Regions from separate parts of the Mus musculus genome. Here all the other regions are linked to region 1. Evidence: chromatin contacts called from public Hi-C and HiChIP or PLAC-seq data. All regions are on one chromosome and are shown on one strand. Each heading gives the region's core, a stretch centred on a gene start, on an enhancer-like site or on the middle of the called end of the contact. The rest is flanking DNA. Distances are from core to core; before and after follow the strand shown. Region 1 has its middle 10 kb from the start of Gm33849. Region 2 has its middle 17 kb from the start of Gm15322. Region 3 has its middle 26 kb from the start of Gm41061.

The links. A called contact is a pair of places that touch in the nucleus more often than the background predicts. HiChIP or PLAC-seq counts read pairs in DNA pulled down with a chosen protein or histone mark.
Region 2: an H3K4me3 HiChIP or PLAC-seq map of bone marrow-derived macrophages shows a contact between it and region 1, with 6 times the contacts expected there. The contact joins two enhancer-like sites. A contact is called at or near these places in 1 of 15 datasets of contacts at CTCF or cohesin (large pre-B cells), 8 of 484 Hi-C or Micro-C datasets (B cells, Sertoli cells, bone marrow-derived macrophages and 4 more), 11 of 115 datasets of contacts at active chromatin or transcription factors (bone marrow-derived macrophages, craniofacial prominence, embryonic basal ganglia and 6 more) and 1 of 9 other capture datasets (embryonic stem cells).
Region 3: a contact with region 1 is called in a Hi-C map of liver, with 2.4 times the contacts expected there. The contact joins two enhancer-like sites. A contact is called at or near these places in 1 of 39 promoter capture datasets (liver), 13 of 484 Hi-C or Micro-C datasets (Sertoli cells, bone marrow-derived macrophages, brown adipocytes and 5 more) and 10 of 115 datasets of contacts at active chromatin or transcription factors (bone marrow-derived dendritic cells, embryonic midbrain, embryonic stem cells and 5 more).

The regions. Positions count from the first base shown.
Region 1 is chr13:112,194,877-112,197,839 of GRCm38.p6, reverse strand. No RefSeq gene overlaps it. Among named protein-coding and RNA genes, the nearest start is that of Gm33849, 10 kb to the right of the region's middle. Within about 2 kb of position 1,484, at least 44 of the 459 cell types and tissues checked have an H3K27ac peak or open chromatin away from gene starts, as enhancers often do. A contact at or near this core is called in bone marrow-derived macrophages, brown adipocytes, hepatocytes and 3 more, where this site is marked.
Region 2 is chr13:111,976,433-111,979,395 of GRCm38.p6, reverse strand. No RefSeq gene overlaps it. Among named protein-coding and RNA genes, the nearest start is that of Gm15322, 17 kb to the left of the region's middle. Within about 2 kb of position 1,480, at least 92 of the 459 cell types and tissues checked have an H3K27ac peak or open chromatin away from gene starts, as enhancers often do. A contact at or near this core is called in bone marrow-derived macrophages, kidney and uterus, where this site is marked.
Region 3 is chr13:112,065,981-112,068,943 of GRCm38.p6, reverse strand. No RefSeq gene overlaps it. Among named protein-coding and RNA genes, the nearest start is that of Gm41061, 26 kb to the right of the region's middle. Within about 2 kb of position 1,368, at least 20 of the 459 cell types and tissues checked have an H3K27ac peak or open chromatin away from gene starts, as enhancers often do. A contact at or near this core is called in brown adipocytes, hepatocytes and liver, where this site is marked.

The sequences.
Region 1 (2,963 bases), core at 235-2,734:
TGAATACCGAATCATTTCGCTACCAAAGAAGGAGATCTACTATTTTTGGTTTCTCTCAAAGATTCTCAAAGATCCAGAATTCTCAGATATTTTCTGCTTCTGGCTTCAAATGGTCCAAACCGAGTCGGGGCTGCCCCCTGAGCTTATGCACGGTCTCCAGTTGGCCTGGCAGCCTGGTGCACTCCAGATCGACCTGATCCTCCAAGATGTCAAATCCACAGTGGGAAAAACAGAGTGAACAAGGAAAGGACATTCAGAAATAGATCCACTGGGAGTAAGCAGAGTTCAAGCCTGGGCTTTTCAGGCCATCCAATGAATGACTCCTGACTGAGGGGAAGTCTCTGCAGGCAGAGGCTCAGGGCAACACAGACTGAGAAATCTGATGATCCCCCCACCCTTCAGTCTTTGAATAAACAGCAACAAAACCAAACAAACTAGACAGATTCCAACAGAGCAGTAACAACAATAAAGGAACAGAGATTTAGCTGTTGGACATACAAACCCAAACCTGCTAGCTGGCTTGAACTAGGAGGCAGGATCATAGCGGGCATCTTTGAAGCGTGTGTCCATCCTTCTGGATTGACTAGCCTGCTGTGAAGGTAGACTTGGAAGTTAAAACTGATAAAATGTAGACGAGAAGCTTACAAACTGATTGCAGAAAATTCTTTTAGAAGGGGTACATGGCAGCCCTAGGAGGGGCCAACGAATCTCATTCTCCCAGACTCCCCCAAGTTCTGAAAATTCCTAAGCCAGCTTTGTTTCCGCAGCCCGCTGACAGCAGGTGGCGCAGGACCCGCCCACCCCTGCTGGTTTTGGTCCCACGGGGGAAAAACCGTGGCCAGAGATCCAAAAAAGCAAGGCGACTCCTTTTTCCTGCCTGGGTCATTTCCATGAGTCATGCACGCACTTTAATCTAGTCCTAACTATGGGAGAGGAACATCAAAACGACTGTCTGATCTTTTTATCAGTATCTAGTGGAAAACAAAAATCCCCTTTCATAGGATCCTCACAGGACGTGTTTATTTGCCCTTTTCATCTCGTTGCCGGCTCTTCCTTCCCAGAATCAGTACGGAGGAAGAAAAAGGAGCCTCTGCGAAAGGCAAAGAAAGGGTTTGATGGCTCAGGTCGGGCAGAGATGTCAGCCTGGAAGGAACAAGTCTCCTTAGAGTAACTTAAGAATTCTTCTCGCTGAATGCTTTCCAGCTGTTTGTAGGAGTGTGCGGGTCGGATCTCTTTGGCTGGAAAAGCGGAGGACCTGTTGGATGATTCTAATCTTAGACTTTTGGTGTCAGGTGGATGGATCTGGAGTTGAATCCTGAATGTAACACTGGTGAGCCGAGTGACTTTAGGCAATGTCTTTGAGTAAGTTTAAATTTAGCGTTTAGATCCATAAAATGACCACTAAAATAACAGTATTGATACAGTGCCCACATACCTGTCAACGATTAAGCTTCTAATCTCTGCCTGACATTGATTTATGGATTTTGGGTGTAATGTTTGATTTAACCACCACAGCAATCTCAGACTTGAGTACCATGACCAGGCCCATTTTACAGATTGGGAACCTGATACACAGAGTTAGAAGAATGTGTTCAGTGTCTTGAGGTTAGAAGGCAGCGTAGTACCCTCCTCCAGTGGTTAGGGAGTCTTTAAATATGCTAGAAGATTAGTTCCCAGTAAATGAACAGCGTATAATATATTTTAAAATAAAAGAGAAACAGGAAAGAGTTCCCCTTCCAACTGCTCCAAGCACTAATCACGTCTGTTTCAACCAAATGAATGATTCTGTCGTTACCCTTTATGTGAGAGCAATTCATAGTATGTCTTACGTTTTAGCCCAAGTTACCCAAAATCATGGAGAATCTTCCTATAAAGGCTGCAGGCATCACCAGACTCTGGGCCAGGAAACGTTATATTCAAGAATCTGCTCTGTTCATCTTTTGAGCCTAAAGGGGCTCTAGCGGACCCACGCATCACAAACGTGGCCTTGCACTTCCCCCTCCCCATCTCCTTTTCCTTGCTAAAATCTCTTAGATTACATTCCTAAAGCTAGCCACCAAAGTCACTTTCCTCATTTGGGCACTGTCTCCTCCTGAGGCTGACTACCAATGTCCAGCTAGCATAGTACTGAAGTCTGGCATTCAAAAGCCTCTTTTTGGTTGCTGTGATTAACATGTCCAATCAAAATTAAACACATCATCCTATGCCGCCATATGCCTACGGGCCAGATCTGTCTCCTCTCTATCCAGAGAAAGTCCTTTGTCCTTTGGGGACAAATATCCCTCCCCCACCCCCTTGGTCCTTTCCCCTTCTCTCTCATCCTCTATCTCCTGTCTTTGTCTCTGATTCTCTGACCTTTGTTCCTTTTCAGTAAATACAGCTTCTTCGCGCTGAGAACTTTGTCTTGGGCCGGAACCTGTCCTTTCACAACTGACTAAACCAAGGCCATCAAGCTACTGAAAACCTACTGTCTATGAATGAGCAATAAATGTAGGAGTGTGCTTTAGAGCAGAATATAATCTCTTCCCTCAATGTGTGCTTCACAGACATGTGTATCATGCATACATGTGCTTGTATATACACACACACACATACACCCCTACTTGGGCATTCAAGACCACACTTTGGAAGTGATCCAGCTTAAGCTGGATCTTCCTGTGAGACTGTTTGGGACCACGGTCAACTAACACAACAGAAAGTAGGTTTTCACTGTTCTGGAGTCCGGAGGCCAAGGTCAGTTTTTTCTGACACTTCTCTTCATGGATTGGCACCAGTTCGATGCCTCATGGCCTTTTCTCGGTATATGCCTGCAGAGTCTGATCTTTTCTTCTCTCTCCTCGTCCTTCTCCTCACTTTTCTCCTCTTCCCTTTCTCCAGAGCTTCTGGATTAGAACCACATTCCTGCCGACATCTGTAACACCCACTGCTCCTTAAAGCTCTCCACAGCCTTCTCACCAGGGATT
Region 2 (2,963 bases), core at 231-2,730, 220 kb after region 1:
AAGTCTGCTTTCCCCTCAGCCTCTAATTACCACAAAGGCCTCTTTTGGCGTCTTCTCCATGAAGGCAGATAAAACAAAGCAATGTGTAAAAATCCAAAATCTGAGTGCTTTTAAGGTGAGAATGAAGCCAAGCCTGGCAGGCACCTGACAGACTAAACCGGAAGAGCCCGCTCCTCCATAAACTCAGTTTCCCCTCGGAGGTGATGGCTGAAGGGCAGGTAAGTCAGATGGGCCTGAAACTGCAGCAGCTGGCTCTCTTTAATAATGCCCGTCTCAGTGCTCGGCATGGCTATTTTGCGGCGTGCTGTGGAGTGAACAGGAAAGCTTCCAAGAGAGGTTTAATTGTTTACATTCAATGAAAGGAAAAGTCGGACTAGAAGTGCTCAGATATAATCTCGCTCTGATTAAAATGGTTCTATTGTGTTATGACCCATAACCCTGTTAGAAAGGTGAATCCAGGACTTTGCCCAGCCATGGGCACCCCTTTTATACAAGGGAGCTATACATGCAGGCATGGACGGACAGACACGCCTGGTGGCTCGCAGCCATCCTGGCTGCAAGAAGGGTTTATTTTCCTTTAGGAGTCCACAGCTGATCAGTGTTCTGCTGCCTGGGCTGTTTCATAACTTTCCGTGTAATTAAGCAGTTGGCATGACCTTCCATAGCAAGATAATAACAGGAGTTAGCCAAGGCAGGGCTTGTGCACAAGAACCCTTTGGGCTGCTCAAGCATTCAAATAGATGCAAAGCCAGCTTCCTAATCCAAAACCCAGTGGCACCTGGCTCCCTAGCATGTGAGCACACATACACACGATCATGCACACACACACGGCAAGCAATCATGGCACTATTTCCCATAACTCAGTAACCGCAGGGTCCAATTCAAAGATGGAGGGAAAGTACCCTGTGCACCATGTCTTACGGCTGAGCCTGGAGGTGTGCGTCAAGGTCACTCATTTTGAAACGGCAAATCTCTACAGATCGCCAGAAACAAGCTGGTTTTGAAAGAAATACGTCTGACTTTAAAAGAAAGCACATTAGCCACTGAGCACCAAATGGGTTTTAGTAAATGTATTTAAAAAAAAAAAAAAAGTCGGGCCTTCTTGGAAGGTGAAATCTGAATTGTGTTTCCTGCACAGCACAGAAAGCAAGCAGTGGGTGGGAGAGAGGGTAGCCTACAAAGATGGCCGCTGCCACCCATGCTGTTCCTTTCTGGGCTGCATATGCTGTCTCTGCATTGAGGAAGGAGCATTTGAGTCTCTCCTTGGATCTGAACCGTACGCTTAACTGGACAACGACGATGACAGGAGTGTGTCTGTGACTTCTGAGCCGCCTTCTTAGCTGCACACGGTCCGGCGGGTCCCTTTGAAACTCTGCCTGGCGGAGTGCTTCTGCCGGGACCTTGTCTCTCTGCTGGGTGAGACTCGAAGTTCAGTAAAACCACAGCAGCTTGCAGTGAGCAGCCGGAAGCAGCTGCAGGCGGGCGGGCGGTGACGGAAGCCTTCCCAGCGAGTGCGCACCCTCATTAATAACAGCCTGCAACTGCGTACGGATGCTGAGCAAGAGCTACCCATCCAAACCCAGACAACGCTGCAAACAAGACTGTGGAGATGAGGAGCATGTGTGGGGCTAACAAGCACAGTCTTTGGTCATCTTTTTGTCATAGATTTATAAGAGCCACCTGTCAATGAGGGACAGTAACTCTTTACTGGATGTTTTAAATATATTTTGTTCATTTTAAGAATTTACACATATAGAATACACACATACATACACACATATATATACACATATATATATACATATACACACACATATATAATATACATGTATATACATATACACAAATGTATGTATGTGTGATAATCTATATGCATATGTATACACCTATATAGCTATATAGATATATATACCTATAAATCTATGTATCTATATACCTATGAATCTATATATCTATATACCTATGAATTTATGTACCTATATGTCCATATCTATAGCTTTATCATCTATATCTATATCTATATCTATATCACTAAGCTTGATTTGCACATGCTACCTATATTCTCTTGTTACAGGGTCACCCACCAGAGCACAGCGACCACACTTTTAAAGAAAACTGACTCTTCATTTCTCAGAAACCATAACTTGATAGTTCCTCAGTTAGAGGCAGGGAATCATAAGCCCCGCCCTCTCTCCAAGCTAGAATGCTGACTGGCTTGATCTTGCACAGGTCTTGTACAGTTTGCTGGACATTTTCACACATTTTTCCTCTTGTTGCCACTTTGCCTCTCCTCTGCCATTCAGTTTTTTTGTTTGTTGTGGTGTAGTCAGTAGTTTCCATTATTTGATTCTATGGTTTCTCTTTTACAATATTTATTTCAAAGACCTACTTCATGCCAAGTCTATACCCATTTATTTGACCATAAGTGTTTGAACTTTACAAATACTCATTATTGGGCACCTCTTTTGTGTCAGGTACTCTCTTGCTAGATAAATAGTGGATACGATAGACTAGGACCAAGCTTTCAATGAGCTATAAAGCATGGTCGTAGAGACATCATTCTCATTAATGAAAAATCTGTATGAAATCCTAATAGCCACCAACAGCTGGACCACATACAATGCTGCAAACAGTGAAAACGAGTGAGTGTTCTGTATTTTATCTATCAATCAAGCTACCTACCACCAGTGGGGAATGAATTTGAACCCAGACCTCCTATTAGGAATGAATGATGGGAAAAGGTATTACACTGCTGTGGAAGGAAGCCCACAGTGGAGTGATCATGGGCTGCTGCAGAAGTCAAGCACCCTGAAGGAGCTGTTGTTTAAGTACTGGCAGTTGTATAATTATAATTTTGCTTTATGTTGAAATCATTGACCTATCAGGAGTTAAAATGAGCTCAACAGCAGTGTTCCTAGTTGTAAAGACAACATGAGTGCGAGCTGCTGATACTTCGTGTCAAG
Region 3 (2,963 bases), core at 119-2,618, 130 kb after region 1:
CTCCCGTGGATATACCCAGTTGCTGGCCCCATCTAAGTGCATCATGCCCTCCTCCATGTGGTGGGTTTGAATGACTTTCTGGCTCTATATGCTTAGAGAAGTCACCAACATTTTCAGAGCCTGGGATGCCTTGGCTCTTTCTGAAATGTGGTGCTCACTATGCGGCTTCTGAGAGGGTTCAGCTTAGCGCTGTTTAAAAACCTGGCATGAGCACCCCTCGGGCTCCCTTAAAGCCCACCCATCTACAGCTTTTCCCCACAGCTAACTGCACTGAGCTTGCTCAGTTTACACACCCAGAGGCATCAGCTTGCCGTCTTGCCCTAACTTCCCTCCAAGGGAAGACCTGGTATGCCAACCCAGATGCTGCCGTGCTACTGGTGCCCACCCAGAGGAGCTCTTGAAGTGGTCATGGTTCAATATTCCTACTCACCAGCTGGTCCTGATACAGCCACTCTCAGCCCCCAACTCTGTCTCCTGCCTAGGCTGCTATTGATCTCCATGGAACTGTGCCTGATGCAATCCTTTTGACATTTTTTTTTTTAAGTATATATATTTTTTACTCTCTCTGTGTCTGTCTCTCTGTCTCTCTGCATCTGTGTGTGCGCGTGAGTGCGCGCGCGCATGCGCGCATGTGCCTGAGTGTGTGGATATTCATTTGGATACCTCCAGAGGCCAGATGAGGACATAGGATCCCCTGGATCCAGAGGTCCAGCAAGTGGTGAGCACCCGATGCGGGTTTAGGGAACTAAACTCTCACCTCTCATCTTCTAAGAAAGCAGCAAGCACTCTTACCCACTCAGACATAATTTTGATTTAGTTACTAACCTAAAAAGCTGTCTTATCACACAACCCCCATCTCTATTTCTATTGTTCTGTCTCACCATCTAGAAACCAAGGGATATAAAGCCACGGTTTGAACCCGTAACTACAATGAGCCTATAATTTATCACCTGAATTGATACATTTCTGATATAGGAGTGACACAGTTTGAGTTCATTTTGAGTTCATTATTGTCTTCACACACACACACACAGAGGCACACAGGCACACACACACACACACACACACACACACACACGCACGCACACACACTGGGTGGGGTAGGCTGGGGCGGGGATGTTCCCCTGCCTGGGATGCCCTAGGCAGAGCATTGGCCCTGGCTCCTCTGCCAGAGAGCGCGGCAAACATGGCAGCCCCAGCATGTGTGGGCGGGAAATGAGACAGCTGCGCTGTTGCGGTGCTGTCACTCACACTTGACAACTGTTTGGGGTTTTGGAAACTCATGACATTGAGTTACAACACCTTACCCACTGGTTTGGATAACCACCATTTGCCCTCACCATGGGAAGTCCTGCCAACTATGAGATGAGGCAAGGTCATGTTCCACGGCCTTGGCTGCTCCTGGCTGGCACCCGAAGGCCTTTCTTGTGTACTGGGACAAACTCTGAGCTTCTTACAGCCCCCGAGTCAAGCACTTACGTGAGGGTTCATGTGTCGATAACTGACTTCCCAAGGACAGCAAGAGGATAAATATCGCTTGCTGCCCTTAAACATCAGACTGAGTGTTAACACGGTCGCTAGTCGTGGGCCTCACTGTGAGAGCCTGTGGGTGCTCGTTAGGGAGTGTGAGCACATTTTGTTTTCTGGCATTCGATTGTGGATTACCACTGAAAGGAAATTCCCTTCAGCCTTTTATTTCACCATCACACGTGGCCTTGAGCCAGCCCACCATGTAGCTCCCAGAGGCAAGGTGAGAGAAGAAAGCAGCAGTCTGGGTTTCTGTAGATCTATGACAAAGATTCTGAAGGATCGATTCAGAGGTGCTTTTGGGAGGTCTCACCCTTCAGCCAGACTCACGGTCCTCTGCCTCCCCCTTAAACTCTGAGAATTGCTATACAGGTTTCATTCTTAAAAGAAGCGACCAGTAAGTGGCTGCAGTGCGCCAGGCCAGAGCAGCGTGAGCATTCCAGATGGAGCCGTACAGACACCGAGACCTGAAAAATGGCTCTCCAAGTTCACACAGATAGCAAGCTATGGTTCCAAGCAGGGGTTTAGCTTGGAAATCTGTGCCTAAAATACCACGAACTACTTCTTCCGGTTTTATGCCACTGAGCTCAAGCAGACTCAGCCCTTCTAGCTGTCCTTCTGACTCCCACTCATCACAGAACAGAGACAGGCAAGGCACCATCTCTTCTGGCTCCTTTTAAAATTTAAAAAAAAAAAGTGTGCACGGGACAGGGAAACTATATGAGTGCAACATATCCATTAGAAGATACCCTGGAGATTCTCAGTTTATTTAGGTTACTGTTGAGTCTCCTAGGGCCCCCCAAAAAGCTTAGAACCAATCCCCCAAACTTTGCACCTAGGACAATACCTTTGAATTCAATCTGAGCAATGGCGAATTACAACTTGCCATTTGGAATTTTCTCTTAATTCAGAAACACAGCTAAGAGGAAGCAAATGTGATCCAAAATTGTTGTGCATAAAAGAATTCGTAAACCAAGGCGGTAAGTCTGGGTCTCGGAGTTTGCTATTTAAAATCAACCTAAGTGAGATGATGTTTCTTAGGTCCAAGTGTGATGTGGCCGCCTCGGCTCCAGGGAAGTCTCGCTTTACAGATGAAGTCAGTGAACTTAGAAGGAGTGCTGAAAGTTACCAAGTCTAGCTGGAGATCCTGATGTGCCTGAGGGTGGATGGGGGTGGGAGAGAAGCAGGAGAGGATTGCCATGGGGCACAGATTTGAAGGTCAGAAGACTCTCAAAGTCAGGTCCTGTGGTTAGTTCTTGTGAGAAATTCGCAACCTAATGATTGGAGAGCTGGACCTTTTGATCCCAAGTCTGTGGGGACACAGCTGTGAGTTTAGGGCTGAAGTCACTAGGACAGTGGGATTTTTTGCCTTTTGGAAAAATTCATTTTCCAGGTACTATTATTGAACAACTATTCCTGCTGGCTCGCCGACAGAG